2 separate regions of the Sus scrofa genome follow, and region 2 is linked to region 1. Evidence: chromatin contacts called from public HiChIP or PLAC-seq data. All regions are on one chromosome and are shown on one strand. Each heading gives the region's core, a stretch centred on a gene start, on an enhancer-like site or on the middle of the called end of the contact. The rest is flanking DNA. Distances are from core to core; before and after follow the strand shown. Region 1 has its middle 65 kb from the start of NRIP1. Region 2 overlaps USP25 (ubiquitin carboxyl-terminal hydrolase 25).

Region 1 (6,238 bases), core at 1,383-3,882:
GGAAGCATTGATGATAAGCACTCTACGGTTAAAGGACACAAATTACCCTTGGAATCATAATGCAGGTACCCTGGATGTAAGAATAATGTGATTCAAACTAATTTCGGACTGTGCCAAGCAGGAAGAGAAAGTCCTTTGGGCATTCAAGAAGAACATTTAGACAAAGCAAAACAAGAAGGGGAATTTGTGGTTAGCAGGAAGCTGTTGCTCATTTATATTTTATTGAAGATTTAAAATGTTGTGCAAAAGAGTGTAGCTATGATAAGCAGAGAAAGAAATTTAAAATGTTTATGGTTTATAACTAAAAGAATCAAATAGAAGGAATGATAAGCATCAGGAAAATTGAAAAGGTGTTCTCTTTAGCTTCAGAAAAGTACTTATTTTGGAAACTCAGATAGGTTAGACATATCAACACAGGCTTCTCTTGTATCTCATTATGATGCCTCATATGAATTACCACTCTTCTATGTTAATCAAAGTGAATCCCTTCCAATTATACAGATTGCTATGAAAAATCATGAGACATCACATTTTACTAAATGGGAAATACTATTGATCTAACAAGATCCAGTGAATAATGGAAGGGGTCCATTTTCATTACATATTCCCTCTAGCAAGGTTGAATGAATATACTGGTGAAAGATGAAAAGAATTAATTGATTTTTTTATAGTTTCAGGTACCTACAGTTTCAGATACATATATGATAACGTGTTAATAGACATAAATAACCTTTACTTGCTTATATTCTCATATTAGAGTGCTGGAAACTGTTTAGGCTATATTTAATAAATATCAATTCTTCCTTTTAGGAGCTTACAATCAGAAACTGATGATAATAAAACAGAGAAACAGGAGTTCCCGTCGTGGCACAGCAGAAACAAATCTGACTAGGAACCATGAGTTTGTGGGTTCAATTCCTGGCCTCACTCAGTGGGTTAAGGATCTGGCATTGCTGTGAGCTGTGGTGTAGGTCACAGATACAGCTTGGATCTGGCATTGCTGTGGCTCTGGCATAGGCTGGCAGCTGTAGCTCCAATTAGACTCCATATGCCTCAAGTGTGACCCTGAAAAGACAAAAGACCAAAAAAAAAAAAAAACCCAAAACAGAGAAATGTATAAGGAGAGATAGCTTGGCAAACCACATATAAAATGATATTCAAATATAAATGTATTCGATTTGCTACAAATATGGAAGAGACATGCTTATCAAGAGAGAATAAAAAGACAATATCTGTTATTAGGAAGTAAGTTCTTGGTGCTAGCAGGTTATATCAAACAATCCTTTAATGTCTACAAGAAGCGATTTTATCTATCTATCTATTTATCTATCTATCCATCTATCCATCCAAATGGAACATATGAAGTAAAATGATCAAAGGAAGAGGGTAGTGAGAAGACACAAGATGCGGTTAGATCAGAGGGTATAAAAGAAGAGAGAAAAATGACCAGTAAGGCATTTAAAAAATTAGGATGAAAGAGTTTGCAGCTGAGCAAGAGGATCTTACATATGATCTATCAGATAAGTTTAAAAAAAATCATATGGCCTCAGAGAAGTCTGGCACACATAAACCGACAGGTGAAAAAGATAAGTTTGGCAGAAGAGGTATTCTGGGGAGATGAGTCTATGATTATCCAAAAAAAAAATAAAGGATCACCTGTAAACCATAAAACAAACTTAATAGAGTTAAGTTCTTATTTTTCACTGAAACAACACAGTGCATTATTTGGACAATATCACCTCTGAGATAATACGATTTGGTCATTAAAATGACTGAAATAAACATACATGGAACCACTAATTCATGTGTCTGGACTGCATTAATGATCAAATTGAGAAACAGTTCACATAATCCAGTTATTTGTGTGGCTATCACTCAACAAATATTAATTGGCTGCTCTTTGTAATACATTACAGCAAATAGTTACTATACAAAATGCCAATTGAACACAGAGTGCTTTTTCTTGTTTATTCTATAAAAAATCCTTCAGAAGAGTTGAAAAGAAGACAAATCAGATTCAGAAAATGTCATGACTGAAAAAGCAGCTTTAATTAGGAACTGGAAATAGAAATCGAAAAACAACCAAGAGCCAGTGAGGTGTTTTATTTGGGAGCTTTCTTATTTATCAGTGTTCTTTACTGATACATGGATGTTAGATGTGGGCAAAGTGAAAGACAGATGATAAATTTCCATTTAATATGAATTGTTATGGAACTTGTCTTGCAGACAGAAGCAATGTGGAGAACAGAGGTGAACACAGATATGGTTTTATTAGATATATGTATTCATTCAACAAATATTTTTTTGAGGTCATGTTATTTTGCAAGCGCTATCTAGGCACTGGGGTTCTAACACGAATTAAGCATGGCCCCTGCCATTGGTGAAGCAACCAACATGAAAAAGCTAATTTGGAAGGGGTGGTGGTGAAGGGTCTCTAAAGTAGATGAGGTGAGAGTCAGACTAAATGAGGAAAGAGGCTCAGAAGCCAAGGAGAGAGAGTTGTGTAATTGGTTATCAGCAGTGTCAAATTCTGTACATAAGTCAAGGAGCATCAAGATGGAGAAATGCCATCTGGTTTTGGCAGTGAGCGTGTTACTGGAGACCTTGGCAAGGCTAGCTTCTGGGAAGTGGCGTGGGTTAGGGCTGGTCTGGATCAGGTTCAGGAGTATTTTCACTGAGGAACTGAATGCATCTGGTGCACTCTAGGAGTTGGGAGAGGTAGGGGAGGGAAACAGTTGTTAGAGGGTGTATTTCTTGAGGCCCTGGGATATCTGAGACAGCAAAAACCCCCACCCACAGGCTTTTAAGTTCTATTTTGTGAAAACCCTAGCTTTCACCAGCAATAAGGAAAGGGCATTTACATCTTCAAGTAGCCTTTGTTGAGCTTGTTTGTTCTCTCCGGGGCAGTGAGTCACTCTGGAACACTGACCCTGCCATTGAAGTCAGCAGATTCTATTTGGAGAGCATTGGCGATTGTGGGGGAAGTTGTTTAAAAAGTTGACAAAAACATTTACTCTCCCTGATACGCTAAACACCTGCGTGTATTAGTTTTGGCAACTGAATATCAGCTTGGGAGCACGCGAATGCTGTTCGAGTCAAAGCAAAGGGAAGTCTCGTCTTCTGAAGGAGCTAAATGTACATGACACAGGAAGGAGTTATAATACTTTCTATTTTGGTTGTCTCTCATTTGAAAAGAATTTTAAAGAGAAAAGTGGTTCTGCAAATGCCAACTTCAATTAAAATGCTAAATACTAGTTGCAGTTTCCCCACCTCTGCCAAAGGGAATATGTCCAATGTGACCAGCCACCTGTTTCCCTTTATAAGAGCTCAAGACTGCTGCTTCATCCAGCACACTGGACTGACACTAAATATCAGTGTGATGATGAATCAAAAGTCAACAGCAGCAGAGTTTTATTTACCCAGAAGTGACCTTTAGTAAGGTCATCTCTTTTTGAGAGGACATTGCAGTCATTAAAGTTGAAACCCTTATGCAGAGGCTCCTTAAGCCTATTTAAGGCATGAGATGTAGGGCATCATGATCTTCAGTGTTTCCAATTTGATCAAATATACATATATCTGTATATGTATACATACGCCAACATGTCGGCGGAAGATGTTTGAGCAGAGAGTAATGGCACATGGTTTGTGATGGCTTAACTAGACACAGTGAAGGTCATAGAACTAGAAATTTAAGAATCAATTACGAAACAGGCTAAAGTTGCAGTCAAGAGAGTGGGTTTGGAATCAGTAAGACGTGGGTTTTAATGACAGCTGTGTCATTTATTAGCTGTGTGGCATCAGTGGCCTAATTTGTTTTTGACCACGCCTATAGCATGTGGAAGTTCCCGGACCAGAGACTGAACCCCGGGCCACAGCAGCAACCTGAGTTGAGCCACCAGGGAACTTCTGACCTAAATTTTTAAGCCTCTGTTTCCTCATCTATAAAATGCAAATAATACCAGTATGCCTAATGTATGCTGTTCTTTTAAGAATGAAGTGACACGGTTCATGCAGCTTAATCCAAGACCAGGCATATATAGTAAATGCTTCATAAGTAATGGCCATTATTTCCCTCAATAATTCCTTGTTGATCAGGAAAATAGAAACCATTAGCGTTCTTTATAAGAGTTAATATAAAAATGAATGTATGAAACAACTTGTAAAAATTCTAGTTTTGGAAAACAATCGAAATATGTCTAAGAAAAACTATAAGCATGATAAATCCAATCTAAGAAGACTGAAATGAGAACATTTTAATCACCAAACAGAACCCAGAAAAAGAACCGAAGGGTTTTAAAAGTTATATCCACTCCTAAAATTTAATAAGATTCTGATTTTGCTAATGTTAAAAAACCTCATTTCTACTAAATGTAAAAATTAGAAATTAGCTTTATCATATATATAAAGCATATCAGCACTCTTGGTGAAATTAATAGTAAAAAATTATTCCAAGTAGGTTCTGTGGGACACGTTAGTGATATTCGGATAACCATCAGTGCCCCTCTCTCCACGTATAAAATGCCCTATCCATTTGTGGAATAAATTGATGGCTGAAAATCTTCACTATATTATCTCTTTTATGGTCCCTAGTTCACCATTTAATATGGAGGCCCTAGGCCCTTTCTGCCATCAGTCAGACGTGGACCTTCTGCCAGTTCTCAGACCCCAGGTTTAATCAAAATGCCTGGCTCACCAAGCCCTGTTTGCATCCTTCATTTGTCCAGTTCTTAGGGGAACTTTGTCAGTTTGAGATATATCATTCTCTCTGCAAATAGAACCCAGGAAGAAAATCTGAATGTTATCAAGCATGGATGATCAATCGCTAAAGCACTCTGAATCTCAGTGACCACTGGGCTTAAATGATATCCTTAAGGAGAATCCAGAAAGCCATCTTTCTAGCCCTCAACTTGGCCTGCTGTGGAAAATGTAGACCCCTGCCCTTTACCAAATATAAACTACTTTTCTAGGTGAGAAAAGAAAATTGCAAAGGCAAGGCCATGCAGAGAACCAGCCATTTCCTGGGGTAGGTTGACTGAAATTCCACTTGACAAAGCCTTTTTTAGCCTTTCTACCCCAAAGTGACCTCTCCGCCACGGTTTCCTACTTAATTGATGTCTTGCCATTTCTGTTCATATATCCTCAGGTGATGAGCTGTCAGAGGGCACCATCTTTAGGTCTCCGTTAGAGCCACCGATTGGGAAGATTTGCTCCCGTTTTCTCCAAATCTCCTCAGAGCCCTGGTCCTGGAGTCTGGGAGACAGGGAAGAAAAAAGGGGAGCGAATTTAGGTTCTGCATTTTGCTTTTGTCAACCTCCTGTAAGTCATTCAGCCTCACTGGCAGTTATCCTTTCGTATGATGGAGGTAATTATAAAAACCGGTTTGAAAAACACTTTGATATCCTCAGGTAAAAGAGACTCTAAAAGAGCAGAGGAAAATTATTATTAGAAGGTCCATGGTTTCTTAGCTTTTTCCACATGCAGCTTCCTCCAGGGAAGTAGATCCATGAAACTAAAACCAGTTTGAGAGAAAAGGTACAATACAAAACTCTTTAAACAAGGAAAATGACTTCAAAAAGATGAGCCAGATGAAACATAAAAGTGAAAAATTAAAGCCATGGCGATGCTTCTATAGCAACCTCTGCACCATTGTCAAGAATGAACTTAACACCAGTACACAAGTTGTGGTAGTGATACCGGCACCTCGTGTTGGTATAACATTTTTCCCAATAACCTCACAGCTCTTTGGGGACATAAAATGATACTTATTAAATCTTCAAGATGCTAGCAGGCTGATTTTTTTAGGTGAGATAATTGAAGCCTGATCCACTTCATTGATTAAGCCAGTAGAAAAATGAGAACTAGAATTCCATTTTCCCAGCCAGCAACACAGAAGCAAGGAACTGGAAGGATCCGCCATCTCACGGTTTCCATCGAAAATCTCGCTGTTGGAATCTAGTCAGCTAAAAGGTACAGATGGAATTGCTGGCATTTGTTCTGACTTTTGTCTTACCATTTAGAAAGTATTAAAATATAATTATTTATGAAGGTCCTCCTAGGCAGCTGATCCTTGCTAAAAGAATAAAAGATAACAGACAAATCAAAGACAAAAACAAAAGCCCAAGTACAGTATTCAGTGTCCAGCCACAAGTAGATCATGGAGTAGTTAAGGAGAACAGACATATACATAAAGCAATCTGTGGACCAAATATTGTATTTCATTATGAAGTGCTACCTACTC
Region 2 (6,530 bases), core at 634-3,133, 680 kb after region 1:
CGCGGGTGTCCAGAGCATATAGTTGTTTTGAAAGAAGTCCAGAATCTGGACTATCAGATATTCTGTAGTTTAGACAGAAGTCTACAGCCTGAAATGTGGTGTGAAAGATCCTAGTTTGCAACCTCTGATTTAATCTGTATTCCTTGCTTAATGTTTGAAAATTAGTAGCCTAAACTTTTTAATGCAAAATATTAAAATTATTGAAAATTTTACAGATATTTCTTAAAAAGTATCAGTCATCATATTGAAAAAAAAGTTAGAGGTAAAAGGTAGGAGGACAGCATTAGTCATCATCTTGACATGAGGCTAGACGACAGATCTCAAAATCAAAACAGTCTCACGGGATGGACCTGTCAGTTTTCGTTTTACCCTTGGGTTACAACCTAAGAACAGCATTTAGAATTTATAACAGTATATGCACACATTGTCTTAATCATATTTAGTTTTGTTCCTTTGGAGAACATTTATTTCTTGAGTGTATATTCAGTTTTACCATCTTTATTTGAATAAAGCAAAATTATTTTCATTGTTGAGGAAGATGCATCGAAGTGTTTTTGTCATGTTTTATAATTATTAAAAACACAAATGTGGTTTATGTATAATTGAAAGCATGTATATATTTTATGGTTAACAGGTATTTAAGCTATGGTTCAGGTCCCAAACGATTCCCCTTGGTAGATGTTCTGCAGTATGCCTTGGAATTTGCCTCAAGTAAACCCGTTTGCACTTCTCCTGTTGATGATATTGACGCTAGTTCCCCATCTAGTGGTTCCATACCATCACAGACGTTACCAAGGTAAAAAAGTTTTCTTCATAGAAGCCATAGCTATGTTACTGTATTGTACAATAATGTAATGAATACCTTTAAAGAAGGCTTTATAAAATATATGTTTTGATTTATTTCAGGGAACTCTAAAAAGATTAGATTCACTTAGAAGATATTATGTCTCCCACGTGCTTTCTTATTTCGCTGTTTCAATTCATTTTATAGTTGTAGGTTGAAATTTTCATCAGACTTATACTTTAGGTTGTTTTCATATATTATATGCATCAACCTTTTATCTGTGAAAATACTACTGTTTAGTTAGAAACTTTTTTTGTAACATGAGCAGGAAGTATTAGGAAGGGAAGGTTTTTATAGTTCCGGTTTATGTAAGATTCATTTACATAAATACGATCACACCATTTCTACCATAGTTCAAAACCTCAGTTTTATTCTTACAAAGATGTAGTTCCATATATTAAGAATTTCATTAGGACATTAGATTAACCTACATATTTCTTTTTTTAAGAAAACCTTTTCCTTTTGAAATTATAAGCCAGTTTAATGCTTGTGTTTGACATAGTCTTTGTCCTGAGCTTCAGTTTGGAAGGTTCAATAGTAAATATTTTATGCTTTAAAAAAAAATAGCACAACAGATCAGCAGGGAGCTCCTTCTTCAGAGCTGCCAAGCACATCGCCTGCATCGATAGCTGCCATTTCATCGAGATCAGTAATACATAAACCATTCACTCAGTCTCGGATACCTCCAGACTTGCCCATGCATCCAGCACCAAGGCATATAACAGAAGAAGAACTCTCTGTGCTAGAAAGCTGTTTACATCGCTGGAGGACAGAAATAGAAAATGACACCAGAGGTAAGAAGCTTCTCATAGCATAACTCTCTCACCTGAAATGGATACGATTAATGTTAACATTGAGAAGAGAAATCACATATGTAAATATTTAAAGTTGTTTTGTTTTGTTTTTCTAGAAAGTGTTTTCTTTAAGATCAAGCAGTTTGGCTTTCATTTTTATGATTTTAATATCAGGTTCAGAGAGACCAAAAGACTTTCCTTGGATTACGTAGCTGATTAATGACCTAACAGATGGTCTAATTTTCTAGTTTGTTGCTCTAAATTTATATCAAACTGGTATTCACAGGTACTCCATTGGCGAAACATTACACAGGATCACATTTTGTATTTACCAGTTGTGTACTTCCCTTGAAGTTTCACAGTGAGTTCAGGTGTTCAAAATTTTTTTATTAGGTTAAGGATTGGAAATGTGAATTTTAACTTTAGTCTGCTCTAGCAGATTTCCAAATATGATCTTTTAGCTCGGTGCCTGTCTGTAACAAGTTTTGTCTGACATGTAGCAAAATAAGAAAAAAAAGGACATTGCTCTGGGGCGGGGTTGGGGGGTGTTGTATGTTATTGTTAAGTTGCCGTCTCTCGATTCTTCGAAGGAACTCTCTTTTATATCTCCGTCCTACTTTACTGTTATCAAAAATCTTTTTGAAAAAAAATTGAATCAATATTAATATGTTGTGGTAGATTTTACCATAATTTTGCTTTCATGTCAGAATGTAATACCCTATTATTCCTCCCCAGTTTTATCCTAAGTCTGTTGATCTGTGAAGAAAGACAAATGTAGGAGTTACTGTTTTATACAAATGTTGGAATTGTGCTAAACAATATCAGTTGCTAGATTTTTGGAAGACCAGCTAGATGCTTTATAGACAAGACACAAATAAAGAGCAGTCCTGATTTAATAGGGAGTAAATAGGGTATGGTGGCAACTAACAGCATTCGTAACTGTGAAGAGTTCCTGTAGTATTTTTCATATATGAGAATTTTTTATGTTTGAAATCATTGGTAAAGATTAGTTAAGCACACAGTTTTTCCTGAATGCTATGCTAGGTGTTGGATAATTTTCTACTGGACTGGGCAGGTTGTGTTTGTTTTATAAGATTATATTCAGAAGGCTGAAAAGCTAAGAAGGTAGCTTTGGCACCAAGGTAGTGGCATTGAGGGAGGAAAGAAATGAATTTCTTGTATTCTTTGAAGACAACTGACAGATTTGAGTCATTGACAAGAGGGGGTTGGGGAAGGTTCCTGTAGTTCTTCATAATGGTGTGAATAACCACACAGATAGAATGCACTTTGGAAAAGGGCAAACTGGTGGGCGAGCAGGCCTTCACCTTGTGGAAAGAAGTAGGAATACGATGAGTCCCCTTTTGGCCATTTTAAGTTAGAGGAACTTGAGAGACATTCATGTCATAAGGTTCTGAACCTATAATACTGTGGATCAAGTAAGATTTCGCTTGGAATGTTTGTTCCCTCCCTTTTGTCCCTGTTAGTATTTGCTGTTAGCATTATAAACCGTTATTTAGTATCCCGATACAGGAGTAGATGTAATTCATTTAATTTCTGTATTGTTATTCACTACCCATAGTGCTGGCCTTCTACATGCATATTAACCTACTTTTTGAGTAGAATATATTAAAAATGTCCTTTCCGATCCAAAGTTTATATATTTTAAATTTTGACTATTTAAAAATCTCCCCCCCCAAACATTGAACCAGTTTATATTCTCACTAATTGTGTGTAAGAGAACCTGTTTCCCAGTATTGTCCCTAGCCCTAGGTACTTTTAAATCTGTAGCAGTTTCAGTTGAAATGAAAATGGTATTTCAGTGTTTTGGTTGCATTTCATTAATTATGAGTGAAATTCTATTTTTCTATGCATTTTTTATATGTGACAGTTATGGTTTTATATGGAGCCCTTTGTCTTTATATTATTGCTTAATAGTAACTTTAATGCTATGGGTATTAACCTGTTGGTTGTAGTGTAGGCCACAAATAATATTTTTCCAGTTTGTCATTTGACTTTCTTTATGTTGATTTTTGTTTTTATAATATAGATTTTCTTAAATTTGGGGAGGTAGTCTTATCTTTTAATTTATGGTTATTGGATTTTCTATCAGGCTTAAAAAGGCCTTTCTCTACTCTAAATTTACTAAATTTTCTGTAGTCTTTGATGTTTTTTTTCCTGATTGTTTTTAACATCTTAATAGTATAGTGTGGTTATACTATAATTTGACCATTTCCCAATTGAGAGATATTTAGGTTGTCTCCAGTTTTGTTTTGTTTTTAATAATTACGGATAATATAGTTATCCCTACCTCTGAGTAATTAGATGAGATAGTTTTCTACTGAAAATAGAAACAATAATGAGAGTCTCATAACTTTATTTCCAGTGGTGATTATGGTGGATTTTTATTCAGGTGTATGTGTGTGTGTGCATGATATGTGGTGCAGTTAATTCATTCTAAAGTTTTTGTGTTTAATACAAATATGTGGGGAGTTTAGCTTTAATTTTCGTTGAAACCTTCCTTTATTTATTGGCTCTGCACATTTTTTTAAATGAACCATATTTGTTTGGTTTTTAATTTTTCATTTGTGCTGTTATCATTCATTAAGGAGAACTAAATTTCATTTTATACAGATTCCAAATAGTAATGTTTTTAAAAACAGTTTTAGGAAGTTTTCGCCATTTCTCTAACATATTGGTAGGAAAACCTTTATTCCCTACTTATAGGTCTCAGTAAAAATATACTTGGTGTTAATCATTAAATGACATCTTTTGTCCTTAGATTTGCAGGAAAGCATATCCAGAATCCATCGCACAATTGAACTAATGTACTCTGACAAATCTATGATACAGGTAAGTTGACTTTTGAGCTAGTAAGCATTATCATAATCATTTACATATTTTAATTTATCTTTGATATTTATCTTTTTTTTTTTTTTTTTTGGTCTTTTTTTGCTATTTCTTGGGCCGCTCCTGCGGCATATGGAGGTTCCCAGGCTAGGGGTCTAATCGGAGCTGTAGCCACTGGCCTACGCCAGAGCCACAGCAACGCGGGATCAGAGCCGTGTCTGCAACCTACCCCACAGCTCACAGCAACGCCGGATCCTTAACCCACTGAGCAAGGGCAGGGACCGAACCCGCAACCTCATGGTTCCTAGTTGGATTCGTTAACCACTGCACCACCACGGGAACTCCTGATGTTTATCTTAATTCTCTTATACATTTTGTTATGAAATTGCTGAACTTAAATATTTTGTATTAGTATTTTCCTCATTCAGTTGTATTCTCATACTGGATTTATTGCCGTTTTGTCTTTTTTTTTCTTCACAGCCATACCGTGGCATATGGAGGTTCCCAGGCTAGGGGATCGAATCAGAGCTGCAGCTGCCAGCCCATGTCACAGCAGTGCGGGATCCGAGCCACCTCTGCAGCCTATGCCATAGCTTATGGCAGCTCTGGATCCTTAACCCACTGAGCGAGGCCGGGGATTGAACTACATCCTCATGGATACTAGTCAGATTCATTTCTGCTGAGCCATGATAGGAACTCCCTCTTACCTACCTTTTTATTCTTTTATAATAAAATTTATCAAAAACTTCCAGAAGGCCTTAATATTTAAAAAAAAAATCCTATGGGAGAAATTATATGATTGCTAAGAATATGTTTTTTAAAAAAGGAAATAAAAGGAATTGCTGCTGTGGCGCATCTGGCATTAAGATTCTGGTGTTGTTTTTGTGGCATTGTGGGTTTGATCCCTGGCCTGGCACTAGCACAGTGGGTTAACGATTTGGCATTGCTACATAGGCGTAGGTCACAGCTGTAACTTGGATTTGAACTCTGGCCTGGGAACTTCCATGTACTGTAGGTATGGCCAAAAAAAAAAAAAAAGGAATATTAAGGTTATGGGAGAAAGTAAAAGGCTCAATTATATTTTAACATCTGAGGTACATTATAGAAGCCATTTTGCTGAACTCATCCATCAGTTTATAATTGTGAAGACTTAGACAATGTGCTGTATATTTCTTCACAATTCTTTGTTTGAAAGAAATAAATAGGTCAACAAAATACGTTTCCAAAGTTTTAAAAATCATCCTCTTTATACACTTGTCTGTTTTACATGTATTTAGTTTGCTTATCCTCCCCCCACCCCCGCCCTCATCTTCTATTTCATAGTTTAATTTTTTCAAAACTTTAATTCTAGCCAACTTACTCTTGTTAAAAAACATATATCCTTATAGAATCCTCCAGTCTGATGGTTTGTGACTTTCATGGAATGTGGCATAATAGATTACCTAACTGCAATTTAACTCTTCTGTTTTCACATCTAGGTTCCTTATCGTTTACATGCTGTTTTAGTTCATGAAGGCCAAGCTAATGCCGGGCACTACTGGGCATACATTTTTGATCATCGTGAAAACAGGTGGATGAAGTACAATGATATTGCTGTAACAAAATCATCATGGGAAGAGCTAGTGAGGGATTCCTTTGGTGGTTATAGAAATGCCAGTGCATACTGTTTAATGTATATAAATGATAAGCCGCAATTCTTAATACAAGGTAAGAATATAAAATATATAGGGTGGTATTTATTTTTAAATAAGTAGCCCTTTTGTGTGACTCTGGTCTCTGGTGTGATTAGTTGAGTGTAGTTTACTTAGAGTATGATGGATATGATTAGAAAATGCTCTTGGATTATTTTAAGTGAGAAAACTGGAATTGGAAAGTAATGTGATAATTACTTGAATGTAATATGTATTCAAAAACTTTTTAGTATCTATTATGAAATGTGAATATGACTTCTTTCTCCTTGTTAACATCCCTTTAATGACTCTATCAAACATTGGCTCATATTCACACTCTTTAGCCTAACATGTAAGGCCTCCACTTTCTGACCT

The links. HiChIP or PLAC-seq counts read pairs in DNA pulled down with a chosen protein or histone mark.
Region 2: a contact with region 1 is called in an H3K27ac HiChIP or PLAC-seq map of skeletal muscle, with 3 times the contacts expected there. The contact joins two enhancer-like sites. A contact is called at or near these places in 1 of 47 Hi-C or Micro-C datasets (skeletal muscle) and 1 of 2 datasets of contacts at active chromatin or transcription factors (skeletal muscle).

What each region holds. Positions count from the first base shown.
Region 1 is chr13:179,978,054-179,984,291 of Sscrofa11.1, forward strand. No RefSeq gene overlaps it. Among named protein-coding and RNA genes, the nearest start is that of NRIP1, 65 kb to the left of the region's middle. Within about 2 kb of position 2,633, at least 33 of the 83 cell types and tissues checked have an H3K27ac peak or open chromatin away from gene starts, as enhancers often do. A contact at or near this core is called in skeletal muscle, where this site is marked.
Region 2 is chr13:180,659,463-180,665,992 of Sscrofa11.1, forward strand. It overlaps USP25 (ubiquitin carboxyl-terminal hydrolase 25), which reads left to right. Exons shown (of 24, transcript XM_021070825.1): 13 at 635-796; 14 at 1,412-1,638; 15 at 4,418-4,488; 16 at 5,964-6,192. Among named protein-coding and RNA genes, the nearest start is that of USP25, 92 kb to the left of the region's middle. Within about 2 kb of position 1,884, at least 5 of the 83 cell types and tissues checked have an H3K27ac peak or open chromatin away from gene starts, as enhancers often do. A contact at or near this core is called in skeletal muscle, where this site is marked.